2 separate regions of the Pan troglodytes genome follow, and region 1 is linked to region 2. A link is a contact called in public Hi-C data. All regions are on one chromosome and are shown on one strand. Each heading gives the region's core, a stretch centred on a gene start, on an enhancer-like site or on the middle of the called end of the contact. The rest is flanking DNA. Distances are from core to core; before and after follow the strand shown. Region 1 holds the start of GINS4 (GINS complex subunit 4). Region 2 has its middle 180 kb from the start of SFRP1.

Evidence for each region. Hi-C and Micro-C count contacts between places; a contact is called where the count stands out from the background.
Region 1: a contact with region 2 is called in a Hi-C map of induced pluripotent stem cells, with 1.8 times the contacts expected there. The contact joins the promoter of GINS4 here to the enhancer-like site in region 2. A contact is called at or near these places in 2 of 7 Hi-C or Micro-C datasets (both in induced pluripotent stem cells).

The regions. Positions count from the first base shown.
Region 1 is chr7:49,830,147-49,833,594 of NHGRI_mPanTro3-v2.0_pri, reverse strand. GINS4 (GINS complex subunit 4) reads right to left here and starts at 1,795. Exons shown (of 9, transcript XM_063817054.1): 1 at 1,613-1,795; 2 at 707-821. The coding sequence starts at 802.
Region 2 is chr7:49,427,035-49,430,667 of NHGRI_mPanTro3-v2.0_pri, reverse strand. No RefSeq gene overlaps it. Among named protein-coding and RNA genes, the nearest start is that of SFRP1, 180 kb to the left of the region's middle. Within about 2 kb of position 2,042, at least 5 of the 24 cell types and tissues checked have an H3K27ac peak or open chromatin away from gene starts, as enhancers often do. A contact at or near this core is called in induced pluripotent stem cells, where this site is marked.

The DNA.
Region 1 (3,448 bases), core at 546-3,045, 400 kb before region 2:
GCCACCGTGCCCGGCCCTATTGTCTCAATTTTATAGGCAAGCAACGGCTTGAGACAAACTCCCTAACTTGCTCAAGATCACATAACAGAGGAGTGTCACAGACAGATTTAAATCCAGATAGTCTGAACTCCTGTTACCAGAGCATCATGAGATATAAGTGTAAAGAACACAGTTACTGGCACATGGGAAATATGCAGTAAGTCATAGCTATTACAACTTAAAGGAGAAATATTTCAGAAAGGATTTTAGATAAGCAGTGGACATATGGAGAGCAGACGACTCAAGAAAAAACGTGAGAAAAAGGAAAAATATGACCAGTTTTCCCTTACAGGCATTTCAGCATTTTCTTGCTAAACAGGCATTCTCCAGGGAAACAGCAGATGTTCAAGGGACTAAGGTAAAGAAGTTCAGGGACCTCTACAGTCCCTGGAAATATCACGTGGATCCTTGCTCTGTGAACTGTTCACTGAATGTGCCCAAAGCTGTCCCTTACTGACCCCACTTGGGGATGCTGTGTTTGATATGATGAGGTCTCTAACACAGGATGTCCTTCTTGCTTCCCGTTTCCATGTAGATGGTTAAGATCCAGTCCCTGTTCTGAAATAAGCCCCAAATTCCGTTTCCTCATTTTGTGATCCCTGATATTCACAGTTGAACTAAATAAAAAGGCTGACTGGAGCAAAGGGATTCGATCTGGGATGCTTACCTGCTCCAATCTTTCAATGAGCTCTGCAGGAGTTAGGACCACTTCCTCACTACCCCCATCAGAGTCCTGTCCCAGGAAATCCAGTTCTTCGGTCATCTTCTCTGAAACCAGGAACCTAATGAGAGGGAAAGAACCAATACTCTGCAATGCGTTTTCTAATTATCTGCAAGAACAGACATCTATCTGGAGAAAGGAAAGGTTTATTGAGGTTTCCTGGGGTTGTAGAGGCCCTTTAGCAAGTGGTGAGAGAACGCAGGGACTCTAGTTTTCCAGTGTCTGCCTCTTCCTCCAAGGCTTAGGTCAGGTATCCGTTTCTCAAACAAGCCTCCCCTTTACTTCCGTCCACCAAGAGCTGAGCACCCATCACACCATACAATCACTATTCATTTCTTTGACTTCCCAGTAGAGGTCTTGTTCCTCAGGGACGGGGTTCGTTTTAGTTCAAATACGAATCGCGCTTCTGCTCAGTGCCTGGCACTAAGCACTGGGGACGCAATGACCTGGGAAGCCCCTGCGCTCAGCACAGCGCTTGACTCCTAGCAAGCACTTAACATTATTAGGAGCTGGCCGGGCTCACGCCTGTAATCCCAGCACTTTGGGAAGCCGAGGCAGGAAGATACCTTGAGCCCAGGAGTTCGAGACCAGCCTGGGCAACATAGGGAGATCCTGTCTCTATAAAAACAAAAATTGTTAGGAAGATTAATCAATGCTAATTTCCCAGAGCCACAAGGGCCGGCGACATTAGACCAGTCGGCGACCCCAAAGGCCTAAGGAGGTGGATGGCGGGGACAAAGTCCCTGGGGTCGCAAGGAAACTGCGAACATCCCCCTCCCCTCCTCCCTCTCAGGGCCACCCACACAGGCCTGCCCTAGCCACAGAGGTCCCATTCGACGCTCACTCGGGGACCTGGGAGACAGCGAGGCACTCCACAGCAGCCGGCGGTAAGGACGGGGCGTTCGTGGGGACGCAGTCGGGGCACCAGGAAGCGGGAAGACAGCGGAACAAACTGCTCAAGGCCTTGCCGGGACCAACCCAACCCTCCAACTTCTCAGCTCCCGCGCTACTCTCGCAAACTTTCCGCCCAGGCACGACGTCATCGCGCAAGGGCGACGCTGACCAATCAAGGCCCGGGGGGAAGAGCGCGGCGGTCTCCTTGGGCCCGCCCACCCGGCGGGCGGGGACTGTCTTCGCGGCGGCCTGCCGTCCCAGCAACGCAAGGACTTGAGGCGGCGGGAGGCTGGTCCGGGTTGGCCCCGCCCACCTGGGGGCCGGCCGCTCCGCTGTGCGGTCCGGGTTGCACTACCCAAGGGCGTCGGGAGGGGGCGCCCGCCACCGCGGCCAAGGGGAGCGGCGGTGTCCGCCCCGGGGGGGTCCCACCCAGAAGTATGCTGTTGAAAGCAGGCCGCTGCAGCCTCCTGGGCCGTCTCCACCCACAGCTCTCGTGGCTCTTTGGGTTCCTCCGTCTTTGCGGGGTTTCACCTGTGGTCAGTGTGGTCATTGCCTTCAGAATCTCCAGTATATTCCTTTTCATCTTTCTTGAGACAGGGTCTCGTTCTTGTGCCCAGGCTGGAGTGCAGTGGCACCACCACAGCTCACTGCAACCTCCGCCTCCCGGGCTTAAGCGATCCTCCCACCTCAGCCTCCGGAGTAGCTGGGACCACAGGCCAGCGCCACCACGCCCAGTTATTTTTTAATTTAAAAAAAAAAAAAATAGAACTGTGGCGGGGTTGGGGGTGGGGAGGTTCTCCCTATGATGGCCAGGCTGGTCTCGAACTCAAGGATCCAAGCAATCCTCCCACCTCGGCCTCACAAAGTGGGTACTGGTTCTTGAAGCCTGGGATCGGACGACCAGCAGAAGCATCGCCTGGGAATCTGCGAAAATGCAGGTTCTCAGGCCCCACCCTGGCCCACTGAATCAGAAACTGGGGGTATTTCACCAGACCCAGGCCCTCCCGGTGACCCTGACGTAGCTGAGGTTTGAGAATCACTGCTTTGGGGCCGGGCGCGGTGGCTCACGCCTGTAATCCCAGCACTTTGGGAGGCCGAGGTGGGCGGATCACGAGGTCAGGAGATCGAGACCACCCTGGCTAACATGGTGAAACCCCGTCTCTACTAAAAATACAAAAAAATTAGCCGGGCGTGGTGGCGGGCGCCTGTAGTCCCAGCTACTCGGGAGGCTGAGGCGGGAGAATGGCGTGAACCCGGGAGGCGGAGCCTGCAGTGAGCCGAGATGGCATCACTGCACTCCAGCCTGGGAGACAGAGCCAGACTCCATCTCAAAAAAAAGAAAAAAGAAAAGAGAATCACTGCTTTGGGGCAATGCTTTCAACTCAGCTTCTGGAGGGGAAAAGCACAAAAACCCATGTCTGTATATGTATATATTTTTTCCATCTTTGTGTGATCCAGTTTTTCTTCTCTGAGTTGCTGATTCTTTTCTCTTTGCTGTCCTTTGTTTTCTGTGCAAAGCGTTGCTTCTGGCTTCCCTAAAAGTATCTCTTCTCCATCAATCTGAGGGCTCTTTGCAAAGCTGCCCTATGATGTCATATTGATTGACTAGTAAAATGATTGGCTAATATAGTATGATCGTACCTGCCTGATTACAATCCTGTTATGAAAATGACAATAGAATAAGCCGAGTGAGAGAGTAGGCATCTTTACAAAGCGCTGTGTAAGCTGGGGCATATCAGCACGTGATTCCCAAAAGGAAGGGACATTTGAGCTGTGTCTTATGAAATGAATTTT
Region 2 (3,633 bases), core at 793-3,292:
ACAGGCCTGCGCCATCACTCCCAGTTAATTTTCGTATTTTTAATATAGACGGGGTTTCACCATGTTGGCCAGGCTGGTCTTGAACTCCTAATCTCAAGTGATTCGCCCGCCTTGCCCTCCCAAAGTGCTGGAATTACAGGTGCCCGGCCTGTCTTGGGGATTACATGGACTCAAAATAAGGCTGAACTTATAGATCAACCCCTGTGTGAGTGGAAAAAAACAACCAAAGTGCTTTTTCTATTCTCTTACCCCAAAAAAATCAACACAGAGGACTTCTGGGACCAAATGTGGGGGTTTCTCCCCACCAGCAAGTAAGCAATCAATTCTGCAGTGAATACCAGCTGGGCATCCTCCAATCCAATTCACCTCTGATGCTATCTACCTGGAGATAGTGTCAGATTCCCCAGGGTGAGGGCTCAGTCCCACAAGACTACCCCTACTCTTGATGCCAATCACAGGCGCCAGGTTGTTTTAACCTGTGCTTGACTGACCAGGTATAAATCAGGGTTCCCACAACCCCCTCTTTGGGTCTAATTAATTTGCTAGAGTGGTTCACAAAACTTAGGGAATCACATGTACAGGTTTATTATAAAGGATAGTACAAAGAACACTGACGAAGAGATGCACAGGGCAAGGTGTAGGGGAAGGGCGCAGAGCTACCATGCCTCCTGGGACACCACCCTCCAGGAACCTCCAGGTGTTCAGCTACCTAAGATCTCTCAGAACCCTGACCTTTTGGGTTGTTAATGGAAGCTTCATTACATAGCCATGATTGATTAAACCACTGGCCATTGGCGATCATTTTAACCTTCAGCCCCTCTTCTCTCCCAAGAGGCTGGGGGTGGGGCTGAAACTCCCAACCCTCTAATCCTGCCTTCCTCTTTCTAGTGTCTAACCCCCAACCCAGGGTTACCCAGGGGCCCCCAGCCACCAGTTCATTGGCATACAAGAAGACATCACTCTGGAGATTCTAAGGATTTTAGAAGTTGTATGCCAGGAAACGGGGGTCAAAGAACAAAAATATATTTTACAATAGCACATTCTGTCTGCTCTGTATTTTTATGTGATTGTTGGCGTGCAGTTCACATATACTAGATTGACTATGTGGCTTTTAAGTTAAAATATTAGTATCTTTTAAGCTGTTAGTAAATTGTTTAAGGTTGTGTTCCTTTGTTCTTTCTCTTTCTCACCATTAGAAGCCCTGCAGGTTGTTTACAACCCTAGAATTATATAACAAGGAAAGTACGTGGAGACCCATGGCCAAGGTCAGAGGCAACAGATACTCATGTCGTAGGACAAGTCTTGGGGTGTTGTGACAAGAGCCCTGGTTGCACTAGATTGAAATCAAGATTATTTAATATCATCCAATTTTTATGCCTCGGGAGAGAAGGGCCAATTGGCAAAATACATTTATTGGGGAAATACATTTTAGAATGGTGTCTTTGCTGAGTGTTACTAGAAAGGCTTATTAATAGAAGTGGCGTTAGGAAGAAAATGCTCTAGGATTTGGGGAATGTGGCTTCCTGGGCAGGGAGTACTCCAGGCACATTCTCCCCTTTGTCTACCATGACCCTCATTAGGGAATACTCAGCACAGGCTTGGATGTCCTGCTCAAATCAGGAAAGTGGGAGTGGGGGTGGGGCGGATGGAGAGGAAGGAAGCCTGGATCTGGGGCCTCAGGAACCTTCCTTAAAGCCAGTGTTTCAATGATGAAGCCAGACCCCTCGAGCTTCCTTAAAGCCAATATTTCAATGATGAAGCCAGACTCCTCGCGCTGTCCTCTTCGACCTCCCTAGTCGAGAGCCGCTGGGGGTCCCACTAAGCCCCTGCCCCACTGCTTCATGGCTCTCAGCACACAGAAGGGGGCTGCGTCCTCATGTGCCATGCAGCTGGCAGGGCCAGCCCAGCTCCAGCCCGCAGGGGTACAGCTGGCTCTGGGAATGCCACCCATGCAAGGAGGGGCAGCGGCAGGGTGGTGAGCGCCCCTTCCAAAACCTGGCCAACTGTCCTGGGTGACCTGTGGAATAGTGGTGCCATCTGATGGCCGAGACAGGGAACAAACTGGGGACACACAGAGGGACAGCATGGACGAACGGATAAGCCTGGCAGCCCCCAGCTCTGGTCCAGGTCTGTGGCTTTGTCAGAGACCTGTGAACCACAGCAACTCCGTCTTAAACAGGAGCTAGGTAATTACAATGAGACCTGCTGGGCTGTATTCCCAGATGGTTAAGGCATTCAAAGTCACAGGATGAGAGAGGAAGTCAGCACAAAATACAGGTCATAAAGTCCTTGCTGATAAAACAGTTTGCAGTAAGGAAGCCGGCCAAATCCCACCAAAACCAAGATGGCGACGAGAGTGACCTCTGGTCGTCCTCACTGTTACACTCCCAACAGCGCCAAGACAGTTTACAGATGCCATCGCAACATCAGGAAGTTACCCAATATGGTCTAAAAGGGGAGGCATGAATAATCCACCCCTCGTTTAGTATATCATCAAGAAATAACCATACAATTAGGCAACCAGCAGCCCTCGGGGCTGCTCTATGGAGTAGCTGTTCTTTTATTCCTCTACTTTCTTAATAAACTTGCTTTCACTTTGCACTGTGAACTTGCCCAGAATTCTTTCTTGCATGGGATCCAAGAACCTGCTCTTGGGGTCTGGATCGGGATCCCTGTCCTGTAACAGCTTGGCAGACTTAACCTCAGCCCCGCAGCTCTGATGAGGCTGCTCTGAAAGCACTGGCTGCTGGGCTGGAGTCCACGGGGTACAGTGTGGAGAAAGAAGGACATGGAATCCTCCAGAAAATATCTGAGGGGGCCCACTATCTGCTCACTTAGGCAGGGTTGGAGGGGCAAGGAATGTTGCAGGGGCCGGTGATCAGAGAACAGGATATAACTCTTGACCCCAGTGAGTCTGCACTCCACTTGAGATCCGCAGTCAATCTGCCCACTTGAACCTGGGCAAGCAGTGTCTTCCTAAGATTAATTCATACAAAATGGCACCAAGGCGATGTCATAAATGTAGTGTGTGCTGCTGCAGCCTGAAGCACCATGGGTGTTCCTGGAGAGGGGACAAAAGAGGAGAAGCCAGCCAGGAGTGCACGGAGGAGACCTGAGCCTGGGCAGGGCCGTGTGGAGGAGAGGAGTTGGGGTCTGTACCACTGGAGTCTGGCTAAACCCTCTAAAAAAGCCAGCGGTGTTTGATAAACTTCTTCCTGGGTCTCCTGGTCTTGCTTTCTTCCCATGTATTTTCTTCCTAGCCTTAATGACTGTCACACCACCCAAGATAGGTGTGTTCAATCTTTCGGCTTCCCTGGGCCACATTGGAAGAATTGTCTTGGGCCATACATAAAATACACTAACACTAATGATAGCTGATGAACTAAAAACAAACAAACAAAAACCAAAAATCTCACAATGTTTTAAGAAAACTTATGAATTTGTGTTGGGCCACATTCAAAGCCGCCCTGGTCTGCATGCAGCCTGCAGACCGCAGGTTAGACAAGCTTGCCTTAGGAAGTGATGACTTTGAAGAACATACTCAGGGGAAGCAGCTGCTCCCCGGGCTGGTCATGGCTCTGATTCCAGAGCAGATGAGGTCTGCAGAGATGGGGCTGAAGTGGGAGTGGGGGT